Regions from separate parts of the Sus scrofa genome. Here region 1 is linked to region 2. Evidence: chromatin contacts called from public HiChIP or PLAC-seq data. All regions are on one chromosome and are shown on one strand. The core of a region is the stretch at or near the end of the contact, and the rest is flanking DNA. Distances in the headings are between cores, read along the strand shown. Region 1 overlaps TNFRSF21 (tumor necrosis factor receptor superfamily member 21). Region 2 has its middle 59 kb from the start of ADGRF1.

Region 1 (6,156 bases), core at 1,858-4,357, 130 kb after region 2:
AAAAACCTGCCCGATGACATGTTATCAGTCCTTCCCCGAAACACACACTTGATAGCATCGTAGGATAAATGGTGACCGATACTCCTGGACACGGGTTCCTGGCCAGACAGTTGGGGCTATCAAGATTTTCTAGGTGGGTCCCGACTGGCTAATGACGTGGTTTCTCGCAGGCCAGTCTCACCTCAGAGTTCAGGGCAGGTCATTCAAATGACCCAACGCCTCCTGGAATGGGGAACCCGTGGAGGGGAAAAACCCAGGCACTCTTTTGGGGGAGGTTTAAAAATGAATGCAGAGGAGGGATAAATTAAGAATTGGGGATCAACTTTAAAAAATTATAGAAAACAATACTTAAAAATCATTCTAGTTGATGAAATTCAAAGCTTTGGGTAAGTCCAATAAAGAATATTCTTTGGGAGTTCCCATCGTGGCTCAGTGGTTAATGAATCCAACTAGGAATCATGAGGTTGCGGGTTTGATCCCTGGCCTCGATCAGTGGGTTAAGAATCCAGCGTTGCCATGAGCTGTGGTGCAGGTCGCACACCCGCCTCGGATCTGGCATTGCTGTGGCTGTGGCCTAGGCCAGCGACTACAGCTCCAAAAAGACCCCTAGCCTGGGAACCTCCATATGCCGAGGGTACGGCCCTAGAAAAGACAAAAAACAAAGAATATTCTTTGGAAAATAAAAGAATTTGTGGTTCACAAATACACACTACTATATATAACATAGATAAACAACAAAGGGAGTTCCTGTTTAGCTCAGCGGTAATGAACCCGACTAGTATCCCTGAGAATGAAGGTTTGATCCCTGGCCTTGCTCAGTGGGTTAAGGATCTGGCATTGCCATGAGCTGCAGAGTATGTTGCAGATGCCCCTTGGATCTGGTGTTGCAGTGGCTGTGGTGTAGGCCAGCAGCTGCAGCTCCTCTTTGACCCCTAGCCTGGGAAATTCCATATGCTGCAGATGTGGCCCTAAAAAGACAATCCCCGCCCCCCCCCCCGCCAAAAAAAAACACCTACTGCACAGAGAACTATATGCAATATCTTATAATAACCTATAGCGGACAAGAATCTGAAAAAAATACATGTCTGTGCGTGTGCGTGTGTGTGTGTGTGTGTGGGAGGGGTAACTGAATCACTTTGCTCTACATCTGAAACACTGTAAATCAATTATGCTTCAGTAAATAAAAGTAAAAAAAAAAAAGAGTGAATTCATGTTGGGAGCCATCTGTACCTTTGGTTATAAAGGAGCCGGTCCTGCTCAGCGCGGAGGAGCCGCTGGAGGTGGAGTCACAGCGCAGGAGGGGCTCGGACTCATCCACGAAGAAGCCCTTGTTCTTATCCAGCGGGGAGGGCTCCACCGTCAGCAGTGTGGAATTCTCAAGCTTCGTGTTGGGGCTGGGGATGGGGCTTGGGCTGAGGGGGCTGGGGCTCATCGGGAGAGCCAGTTTGTCGGTTTCCAGCTGTGGACGAGAACAAGAAATTTTTATTTACTTCAAAAATTATAGATGGAGTTCCCATCGTGGCTCAGTGGTTAACGAATCCAACTAGGAACCATGAGGTTTCGGGTTCGATCCCTGGCCTCACTCAGTGGGTTAAGGATCCAGCGTTGCTGTGGCTGTGGCCTAGGCCGGCGGCTACACCTCCGATTCAACCCCTAGCCTGGGAACCTCCACATGCCGCAAGAGGGGCCCAAGAAATGGCAAAAAAAAAAGACTTAAAAAAAAAAAGACTTTAAAAAAAAGACTTTAAAAAAAAAACAAAACCCAAAATTATACAAACTATAATGGAAAAGAATCTGAAAAAGTACATCATGTGTATACATATATACACATACATATGCACACACACACCCTGAACCACTGTGCTGTTCACCAGAAACCAACATGACCTTATAAAGCAACTATACTTTAATTAAATAAATAAATTTTAATTTAAAATTTATGGAGAAATGTAATTCTCAGACAACTTTTTTTTTTAGCTTTTTAGGGCAGAACCTGTGGCATATGGAAGTTCCCAGGCTAGGCGTCAAATCGGAACGGCAGCTGCCAACCTGTGCCACAGCCACACCAACACCAAATCTGAGCTGCGTCTGCAACCTATACCACAGTTCATGGCAATGCCAAATCCTTAACCCATTGAGCGAGGCCCTAAAAAGCAAAAAAAAAAAAAAAGCTTGAAAAAGATAATGAGACAGGAAAACCCCAAAGGCAAAAGGGGCTGGAAGCTGAGAGGGAGGACCACCCCGCTGGAGCCAATGGGAGGCCTCTTCAGGATGCAGTGGAGACCACAAAGCCTGCATTCTGCCGTGCGGCAGGGGTGGTGGGTGGGGGTGGCAGTGATGCTCAGGGAAACAGCAAGAAGGCAAATAAACATGACGGTTACAGAGGGAGACAGTGAGCGGATCGTGACCTCTCTGGCTGGTGCTTGGGGGCTGGATTTGAGAGAGGCAAGAATTTCCACAGGGAGACCAGTTAGGAAGCCAGGTGAGGTATGATCGTGGCCTGTCCCAGGGTGCGCAGTGGAGATGGGAGGAAGTGACAAGTGGGATCGCCGCATTTTACAGGTGAAATGACAAAGGCTCGGGAAGGTGCACAGATGCTGGGAGAAAGCCAGGGCTCAATTCAAGTCCCTTGGCACTCCACATTAGAAATCTGACAGGCACTGGTGGCATCTCGGAGTCAGCTGGCTTTGGCTTTTTTTTTTTTTTGGTCTTTTTAGGGCCATACCTGTGGCATATGGAAGTTCCCAGGCTAGGGCTCCAATTGGAGTGACAGCTGCCAGCCTACACCACAGCCACAGCATCTCAGGATCCAATCCGCATCTGTGACCTACACCACAGCTCACAGCAATGCCGGATCGTTAGCCCACGGAGCAAGGCCAGGGATCAAACCTACATCCTCACAGATACTAGTCAGGTTTGTTAACCACTGAGCCGTGCCAGGAATTACTGGTTTTATCTTGTTATTGGTTCCTCAGAAGTGGAAGGAAATCTGGAAGCCATGTGACCAGATGATGCAGGGCAGGGTTCAGGGAGTGATGTGTGCTCTCGCCAGAGCTATTAATCCCCCATCATTAGAAACCTCCGGACTCCACTCCCACATGACCAGTGACACATCTTCAAGTTCCTCCATCAAGAAGACACTGACCCTCATTTCAACAGATGACGCTGAACAGTTAGCTGTAAAAGGCAAAAAATACAGCTGCCTCTTGTTCAACCTCTAAGGCCTGAGAAATCCTTGCAACAGAGGGCAGATTCTGAAGACCTCTGGTGACAGCCCATCGAAAGTCCCAATAGGTTTTCCCTCCGTAAAACCGCCCACATCCTGCTTCTGCTTCCGGTACAAGATAAGACTTGGATACCATGCCTTCCCATCAGCCTCTTTTGATCCGCAAACAAGTTTTACGGGTATATTTTTAAGATGTGAGTCCATTAGGCCCTGGCACATGCCCCTCCTCCCTGAAAATGCACACTGCCATTCATGCCAACACGCTTTTTTTTATTCACTCAGTTAAACAAAGAGCACTTGTCTACACTCTGGTTCTCAGGGATAGTACACTGGACGACACGGTCAGTCAATATAGGGCACTGTTCTGGCTTTTAAAAAGAAATTCCCACCCACAAATCACATGCCAACAGACTAAGAAGTCCACCCACCTATTTCCTGAACTCAGTTCAAAACTTTAAATATTTAATCCCCCCGCCTTGCTTTGTGCCAAAGGATCTTATCAGTGGAAATGAAGCACATGAGTTCTAACATACATTAGCAACACAGAATGCGGAGGTGATGCTGGCTAATAACTAATTGTGAGTCAAATGAATGGGAAAATCCACTAAGAATGGTTTTAATATCTCCACAGTGGTGCTAACAACCACAGCAAAAGCCAGAGACCATCTGACAAGCATCTTTCTAGAAAATCTATTCTGCTACTAAGTATAGCTGATCCTTCACTATGAGGAGGATACATAGTAGCTGGTCATATTCCAGACTTCTCTGAAGTTACTTGCATTTTTTTTCCTATAAGAAAAAGAAACGCAGGGGTGTGTGTGTGTGTGTGCGCGCTTGCGCAGAATGGACTGGGAGTTTGGGGTTAGTAGATACAAACTGTAACATTTAGAATGGATAAGCAATGGGGTCCTGCTGTACAGCACAGAGAACTATATTTAATCACTAGTGATAGAATATGATGGGAGACAAGAGAAAGAATATATATATACATATATATGTATATATAGATGTATGACTGGGTCACTTTGCAGTATAGCAGAAATTGACAGAGCATGGTAAATCTACTACAATAAAAAAAAATGGTTAAAAAAGAAAAAAATTGCCCCTAGAAACTCCCTTTACCTTAATATTGACAATATCCATCAAAGTTGGTTTGTGGCACTGCAGCTCAAGCATTGTATTACCTGTGCTTCCTCTGACAAGTAATTGAGACCTCAGGATAGGCGGAAGACATTATTTTATGAGCTCAGAGAGTTTATAGTTCAGTACTGAGTTTATAGCAAATAAACAGAACTTATAATAAGATTCAGATGTTAAAAAAGAAGACAAATACTCTAACAAGAAAGCTAGATGTCCATAGCAGATGGTTTTATCCTCTTGCAAAAGATCTGAACATAAACTTATCAAAACAATCACAAAATAGATCCTAGGTAGCTGGATTTATTTCTTTTTTTCTTTAGGCATTCCAAATTCTCTACAGGGACATATTAACTTTTATAATTAGAAGAACAATGTTCTTTTAAAAAGCAGTCACCACCTCCGTTAACTTTGAAAATGCTGTGGCTGTAGCAGCCCTTATTTACATTGGTAGCCAAGGAACAGATCGTTCGAAGATCATCTCCTTGGCTGAGCTCCTCTCTATCACAGAAACAAAAGGCCAAAACTCTTCCCCAACTTACTGCCATGAAGCAAATATTAAGACTTAAAGGCCTCTGGAAAAACTTGGCCGATGAAGGCAATCAACCAATCAGTGGACCAGAGCCACAGCAATGCAGGATCCTTAATCCACTGAGCAAGTCCAGAGAGCGAACCCACATCCTCATGGATGCTGGTCAGGTTCGTTAACCACTGAGCCACAAGGGAAACTACTGACTTTATCCTTTTATTGGTTTCTTGGGAGTGGATATTTGAAGTCCCTTCGGAGAAACTTGAAAAGCAGTGTTCTTTTTGCTCTGTTGCCAGGAGGTCATCATGCTAACTTAGAAGACTCACTTGAGAAATAAGGTAGAAACAGTAAGACAGACCAAAAAGGGGGAGTGGGCAGGGATAACGAGGGGTGAGCTCCCCAAATAACCCAAATCCACAAAGGTCTGTTGTGTGAACCTCAAAGGATGCAACTTATTTTGGCCAAATGAGCCCCAAATGTCCCCCTAATTAATTTCTTTTTTTAAAAAAATTTTTAATGATTTTTATTTTTTCCATTATAGCTGCTTTACAGTGTTCTGTCAATTTTCTACTGCACAGCAAAGTGACCCAGTCACACATACACATGTACATTCTTTTTCTCACCTTATCCTCCACCGTGCTCCATCAAAAGTGACTAAATATAGTTCCCAGTGCTATACAGCAGGAGCTCATTGCTTATCCACTCCAAAGGCAATAGTTTGCATCTATTAACCCCAGATTCCCTGTCCATTCCCGCCCCTCCTGATTAGTTTCGATGCAAATCCACTTGGTCCTTCCAGATATTCTATTAGTCCAAACTGACAAGGGAAGAGAGATAAATGGTTCACCTCACTCCACATTCGAGCCACAAGAGCCACGCCTTAAGCCCCACTGGGGACCTGCCTACTTGCCTTTCTGATTGCCAGTACCACTGAGCACAAGGAACCATCTGAACAGATTAGGTCAACAGGTATCGACTGAAATCTGTGGGCTGAATGCTTCTTGGGCTGCAGAGGTTAGAGCAGTGGTGGTGAGAACAGTGAGTTAACTTGCCCTGGGAAGGCCTGGAATGAACCACTCGTGTCCCTGCAACTCTCCACGCCTCAACCAGCAACTCAACTCCACGTGCCCACAGTGGGTATGCGATCAAATCACAACCAGAAACTGAAGCTCGGAAGGCACTCTCCTCTTTTAATAGCAAAACCAAAAACATTTCCCTGGTGCCTGGCCTTTCCTAAGATGACACGTAGTGGCAGGCTGAAGGG
Region 2 (6,214 bases), core at 1,674-4,173:
CCATCTGCCACACACTCCCTGTGTGGCCCCCTCCACACTGAATCAGGACTGATTTGTGTGACCAGTTAAATGAAGCAGAAATGGCCATATAATTTCAGAGGCTAGGTCAGAAATAACATCATAGCTTCCACCTTGGCCCCCTGGATGGCTCACTCTGGTGTAAGTGAGCTTCCATGCTGTAAGGATGCTCAAGCAGCTCTGCAGAGAGGCTCATGTGAAGAGCAGCTGGGGCATCTCACCAATAGCCAGGCTTGTGAGTAAGTAAACTTGGAAGTGAATCCTCAACCCCAGTCAAGTTTCCCAATGACTGCAGCCCTGGCCCACCTCATGAGAGACCCTGAGCCACCACCCAGAAAAGCCAATCCTGAATTCCTGTGAGAGATAACACATGATTATTGTTTTAAGCCACTAAGTTTGGGGAAATTTGTTACACAGCAAGAGATAACTAATACAAAAACTATTTCAAGTTAGGTAAATTGAATGGAAGAGACCATCGTCTGCTAAACACACCAGGCTAGAATCTCTTTAGATTGAGCAATAAATCCCAATGAATACTAGCTATACCATCTTGTCCAATGATATTTAGAGAGTTATTGACTGATATTGGCATCAGATTTTGGAATTACTTTGTTATTGTTGTTGTTGGGCCCATGGCATTCTCCCAGGCCAGGGATTGAACCCAAGCCACAACAGTGACAACACTGGATCCTTAACCACTAGGCCAACAGGAAACTCCTGAAATCCTAATAAAGACCCAATCTGCTTTTAAAACACTTGTGGACATTCTAAAGAAAGAGGCTTCTAAGCATTGCCTCTGAACATGATCTTGCTGATATACTAGGTTTCACACTGTCCTTAAGTTCTGTGGATGGTATATCAAATTTCCTACAGTTATTGGTGGAAGGCTGCTGGGAAGGTGGCCATCAATTCCCTGGCACTTCTGGCTTGCTTTGCACATGCCCAGAGTGAGTTCCTGCCTCAGAAAGCCAGCAGGTGAGTGGACACAGGTGCTGGCAGTTGCAAGTTGAACCAGTGAGCTCAGTAAAGGCAGGGGTTGAAAGGATGGGGTGGGAACATAAAGTGTCTGCTTCAATTATTAAGTCAGGGCCTCAGCCACAGGAAGATGGCACAGATCTAGTCACCAGAATTGTTACTACAAGGTGGTTATTACTGACACTGAGAAACACAATTAAAGCCTAGCTTTCCAAACAGGTATTGAAGTCAGGTATAGACCAGCAGCAAAGGCTTTCTAGGTGAGATGGTAAGTCTGAATGTCTTAAATTGCTCTTACTGGGAAGAAAAACAGGAGGCTTCTTCTGCCCTTCAACCCTAACCACAGGCACAAGATTTGCCAGGCTCACCCTGTTGGGACTGTACTACTACCTCATTTCCTCTTCCTACTGTGGGTCCTTCTAGTGAAGGGACAAGTCTGTCTTTTAGAAATGAACTAAACCAAGGGCTTAAAAGAACCAAAGGATAGCAGTCCTCTTCTTAAGGAAATCAATGAGTTTTTAAGTATAACCCAGCAGACAGTGGGGTGTTCAACAAGCACTAGGCTGGATTCACCCCAGCTCCTACCACCACTGGCTTAGGACTACCCAGCAGGGACAGAGTCATGGCATGAATCTCCATCCCCTCTCTAGGACTTCTTGTTATCTTAATAAAGAAAACACAGGAGTTCCCGTCGTGGCGCAGTGGTTAACGAATCCGACTAGGAATCATGAGGTTGCAGGTTCGGTCCCTGCCCTTGCTCAATGGGTTAACGATCCGGCATTGCCGTGAGCTGTGGTGTAGGTTGCAGACGCGGCTCGGATCCAGCGTTGCTGTGGCTCTGGCGTAGGCCGGTGGCTGCAGCTCCGATTCAACCTCTAGCCTGGGAACCTCCATATGCCGTGGGAGCGGCCCAAAAAATAGCAAAAAAAAAGAAAACACAGACTTGAGAGTTTCCATTGTAGCACAGAGGAAACAAATCCAACTAGTATCCATGATGGGTTTGATCCCTGGCCTCCTTCAGATTGCTCGTTCAGGGATCCGGCATTGCCATGAGCTGTGGTGTAGGTCACAGATGTGGCTCAGATCCCAAGTTGCTGTGGCTGTGATACAAGCCAGCAGCTGTAGCTCCAATTCAACCTCTAGCCTGGGAAATACCATATGTGGTGGGTGCGGCCCTAAACAAAAAAAAAAAAAAAAAAGAAAAGAAAAGAAAATACAGACTCTGTGTGTAATGGTACTGCCTTTTCACCAGGAATCCCTCCTCTCCCCTTGGTGAAAAGTTGCTGCTGGAGCCCTAATTACCTTGAGACAGGTAAACAGGATGGAACCCTTGGGAAGATCCATCATGGGGGACAAAGCTGGACACGGAATTAAGGGACCACTGATTTCCTTATCAGTGGTGCCATGATATTTCCTACTTGGGGTCCCACTAGGGGAAAAGTTCCTTCAAAGTCCCCAGCCCTTTGTCTAATGCCCTTGGAGGCAGGAGCAAAAAGCTCTGGGAGTCCTCTCTTGCATTTGCTTCTCTAACATTCACCTCCAGAGGGCGCTGATGTTCAAAATACGAAAGCCCAAACCCTCAGAAAAGGTCCTGGGGAAGGCCAGCTGTCCACCCTCCAGGGAAGGCGAGCCTCAGCAGCCTTAATTCTTTGTGAATAACTGATACTGGTGACCTTGAAGCCGAGACTGTATTAGCACTGACAAAGGGCCTGTCTTCACTCAAATAATATAAGGAAGCCCCACAACCATGGTTTCTTCTTTATAGGAAGGGTTGCTCACATCCCCACCATTAGCTTCACGCATCTTGTAAGCTTTCTCTGCCAAGAACCGAGTATTTCCTGATCATGATTAGTACTGGGTAACATTAGCAACTGAAAGAAATCTGGTGGCTCAGGAGCCAATCCAGAGATTTTTCAGGGCCACCAGGAGGCAGCTGTGACACTTCAGGACTACATGTTAGCAAACGAGGGCTGAGGTTTTTGAGTGTCGTGGATCAGGCTTCTGATCTCTCCTCTGCCTCTTGCCAGCTGTATGACTTTAGGTAAATTATGCTGCCACATCTCAGCCATGCCTGTAAATAGAAATGATCATCTCAGAATAGTCTGGCGTGGAATCAAGTCATTTGGACATGGAAAAACCTAGCTCTCTGCCCGACACAAAGTAGGTGCTTTGTAAGTATGAGTTCCTTCTCTACTATCCTTCTCGCTACTTTTTTTTTTCTTTTTCCTGCCACATATGGAGGATCCTAGGCTAGGGATCGAATCGGAGCATGCAGCTGCCAGCCTACACCACAGCCACAGCAACGTGGGATCCAAGCCACATCTTCGAACTACACTGCGGCTTATGGCGACGCTGGATCCTTAAACCACCGTGTGAGGCCAGGAATCAAACCTGCGTCCTTACAGAGGCTATGTCGGGTTCTTAACCTGCCAAGCCACAATGGGAACTCCATCTCTCCCTTTAATAATACCATACAGGGAGTTCCCGTCGTGGCGCAGTGGTTGACGAATCCGACTGGGAACCATGAGGTTGCGGGTTCCGTCCCTGCGCTTGCTCAGTGGATTAAGGATCTGGCGTTGCCCTGAGCTGTGGTGTAGGTTGCAGACGCGGCTCAGATCCCGAGTTGCTGTGGCTCTGGCGTAGACCGGTTACTACAGCTCCGATTAGACCCCTAGCCTGGGAACCTCCATATGCCGCGGAAGCGGCCCAAAGAAATAGCAAAAAGACAAAAAAAAAAAAAAAAAAAAAAATACCATACAGGATGGATGAGTTCTTTTTTCCTAATTAGGAAACCTCAGTGGCTTACGTGAACCTCACCTTTATTTCCGTAAAAAATAAACTTTTTTCATTTGTCTGGCATCCCCCAAACAACAGGGATGAGTGAGGGCCCTGTGAGAATCTGAGAGCCAGCTGACCTAGGGGGCCTGGGGCTGTCTTCATTTGTGTACCCCGACTCCTGTGAAGTAGAGTCGGGGGGGTGGGGGTCGGGGCGGGGGGTGGACTGACAGTCACCAGGACAGATCCATCTTTAGGGAATGAAATTGGAAACTTACTTAGCAGGAAGTTCTCCTATGATAAGAGGCACCCTGTTCCCCGGCCCCCACTTCAAATGCCTTCTGTACTTCAAGGGCAATACCAAAGCCCAGTGTCACACTGAGCAGAGGAAGTTTAGAAACAAATCTGGAGTAAATATACCATCGCCTTGTATCCCCGATGCTCCCCTGCCATGGAGCAGACTCAGTTCTAAGTCCTGAGCCTGCCGGGCCCTTGACCTCAGTGATCTTTCTGTCTAACAAGGGAAACAAGAAGTAAACAAGCAGTGACAGCATCGTGCAATAAGTCCTGTGTGCTCGAAGCCAAGGATCACATGTCTAGGACTGAAACCTTAAGAGATGGGGATCTGGGCTATATTGAGGACGAGCCACATCCTTCATCACTCACCATCCTTGACTTGGCTGCCAAGATGACTCGTCTGGACTGAACCTTTTTTGAATTCCCTATCCCTATCCTATTATGTAACCCTTCTGTCTCAACTTATTTGTCTTTTTTTTTTTTTTTTTTTTTGGACATTTTAGGGCCACACCCTTGGCATATGGAAGTTCCCAGGCTAGGGGTCGAATCGGAGCTACATCTGTCAGCCTACACCACAGCCATAGCAATGCCAGGTCCAAACCGTGTCTGCGACCTACACCACAGCTCACAGAATGCCAGATCCTTAACCCAGTGAGGGAGGCCAGGGATTGAACACTCGTCCTCATGGAAAACAGTCATATTCATTTCCAGTGAGCCACAGTGGGAAGTCCTTAATTTGTCTTAAGGAAGGACCAAAACGTAGACTTAGGTTACTGCAGGGATAAATCTAACCAGGGTCTTAAACAGAGGGAAAATATGACCAAAAAAAAAAAATTAGAGTTAAAATTTTTTTCGTGTGTTTTAAGAATTTATTGAGGCTCTCATTGTAAAACTGAAGCTGTCTTTTTAAAAACCTGGCATATGGAGTTCCTGTTGGGGTGCAACAGGATTGGTAGCATCTCTGGAGCCCTGAGACGCAGGTTGATGCCCCAGTTGGGCACAGTGGGTTAGGGATCTGACCACAGCTGCAGCATAGGTCACAATTGTGGCTCGGATCTGATCCCTGGCCCTAGAACTCCATATGCCACGGGGCAGCCAAAAAAGAAGAAAATAAAAATAAAAAGCCTGGCATTTACCAACTAATCTGATATGTCTGGCACAGTCTCGGTTTTGGCATGAAAGCTCCAGATCCTGGAACCCCCTCCGTCCAGGCTACATCAGAACAGTTGGTCGTCCTAGCTCTGTTCCAAACCCAGAAGCACTAGCAGAGCACAGAGATAACATACCAACCTGATGCTGAAGCCCTGAGCCATGAATGCAGGAAATCATACATGTGCAATCTACAAGGCCAAGTTGCTTCCTCAGTATGAATGGGGAGCTACATAATATTTAACAAACAAAAATATTTGATATCATGAATAAATATGAGCCTATATTCAAGAACACAAGGAATTGTGCTGGGTTGGTGGTTTTCTTGTTTGTGTTTTGACCATGTCTGTGGCATGCAGAAGTTCCCAGGCCAGGGGTCGAGCCCACACAACAGCTGTAACCAGAGCCACAGCTGTGACTAGACTGCATCCCTAACCTATTGAGCCATGAGGGAACTCAGGAAGTTTGGTTTCTTGTTCTTGATAAAATTGCCCAGAGCATAGCCTTCCAAATTCCTGAGGGGAGTGGGATTTACATTTTCCAGAAGAAGCTTCACAAAACAGCATAAAGATTAACAGCATAGACATTGTTATAAAACAGATCTGACCTCAAATTATCGCTTTATGCTTACACGGTGGGTAACCCATGGTAACTGTCTTAACCTCTCTGTGCATTAATTTTCTTTTCAGTAGAATAATAATTCCTACTTTGAAGTGTACTTCTATAACTTTTTTGTTTTATTTATTTATTTATTTATTTATTTATTTATTGTCTTGTTGTATTTTCTTGGGCCGCACCCACAGCATATGGAGGTTCCCAGGCTAGGGGTCTAATCAGACCTGCAGCCACCAGCCTATGCCAGAGCCACAGCAACTCGGGGTCTGAGCCGCGTCTACAACCTATACCACAGCTCACAGCAACGCTGGATCCTTAACCCACTGAGCAAGGCCAGGAATCGAACCTGCAACCTCATGGTTCCCAGTCGGATTCATTAACCACT

Evidence for each region. HiChIP or PLAC-seq counts read pairs in DNA pulled down with a chosen protein or histone mark.
Region 1: an H3K27ac HiChIP or PLAC-seq map of skeletal muscle shows a contact between it and region 2. The contact joins two enhancer-like sites. A contact is called at or near these places in 3 of 47 Hi-C or Micro-C datasets (heart right ventricle, liver and skeletal muscle) and 2 of 2 datasets of contacts at active chromatin or transcription factors (alveolar macrophages and skeletal muscle).

The regions. Positions count from the first base shown.
Region 1 is chr7:42,022,949-42,029,104 of Sscrofa11.1, forward strand. It overlaps TNFRSF21 (tumor necrosis factor receptor superfamily member 21), which reads right to left. Exons shown (of 6, transcript XM_003128430.4): 5 at 1,231-1,459. Among named protein-coding and RNA genes, the nearest start is that of TNFRSF21, 65 kb to the right of the region's middle. Within about 2 kb of position 3,108, at least 22 of the 83 cell types and tissues checked have an H3K27ac peak or open chromatin away from gene starts, as enhancers often do. A contact at or near this core is called in skeletal muscle, where this site is marked.
Region 2 is chr7:41,893,583-41,899,796 of Sscrofa11.1, forward strand. No RefSeq gene overlaps it. Among named protein-coding and RNA genes, the nearest start is that of ADGRF1, 59 kb to the left of the region's middle. Within about 2 kb of position 2,924, at least 22 of the 83 cell types and tissues checked have an H3K27ac peak or open chromatin away from gene starts, as enhancers often do. A contact at or near this core is called in skeletal muscle, where this site is marked.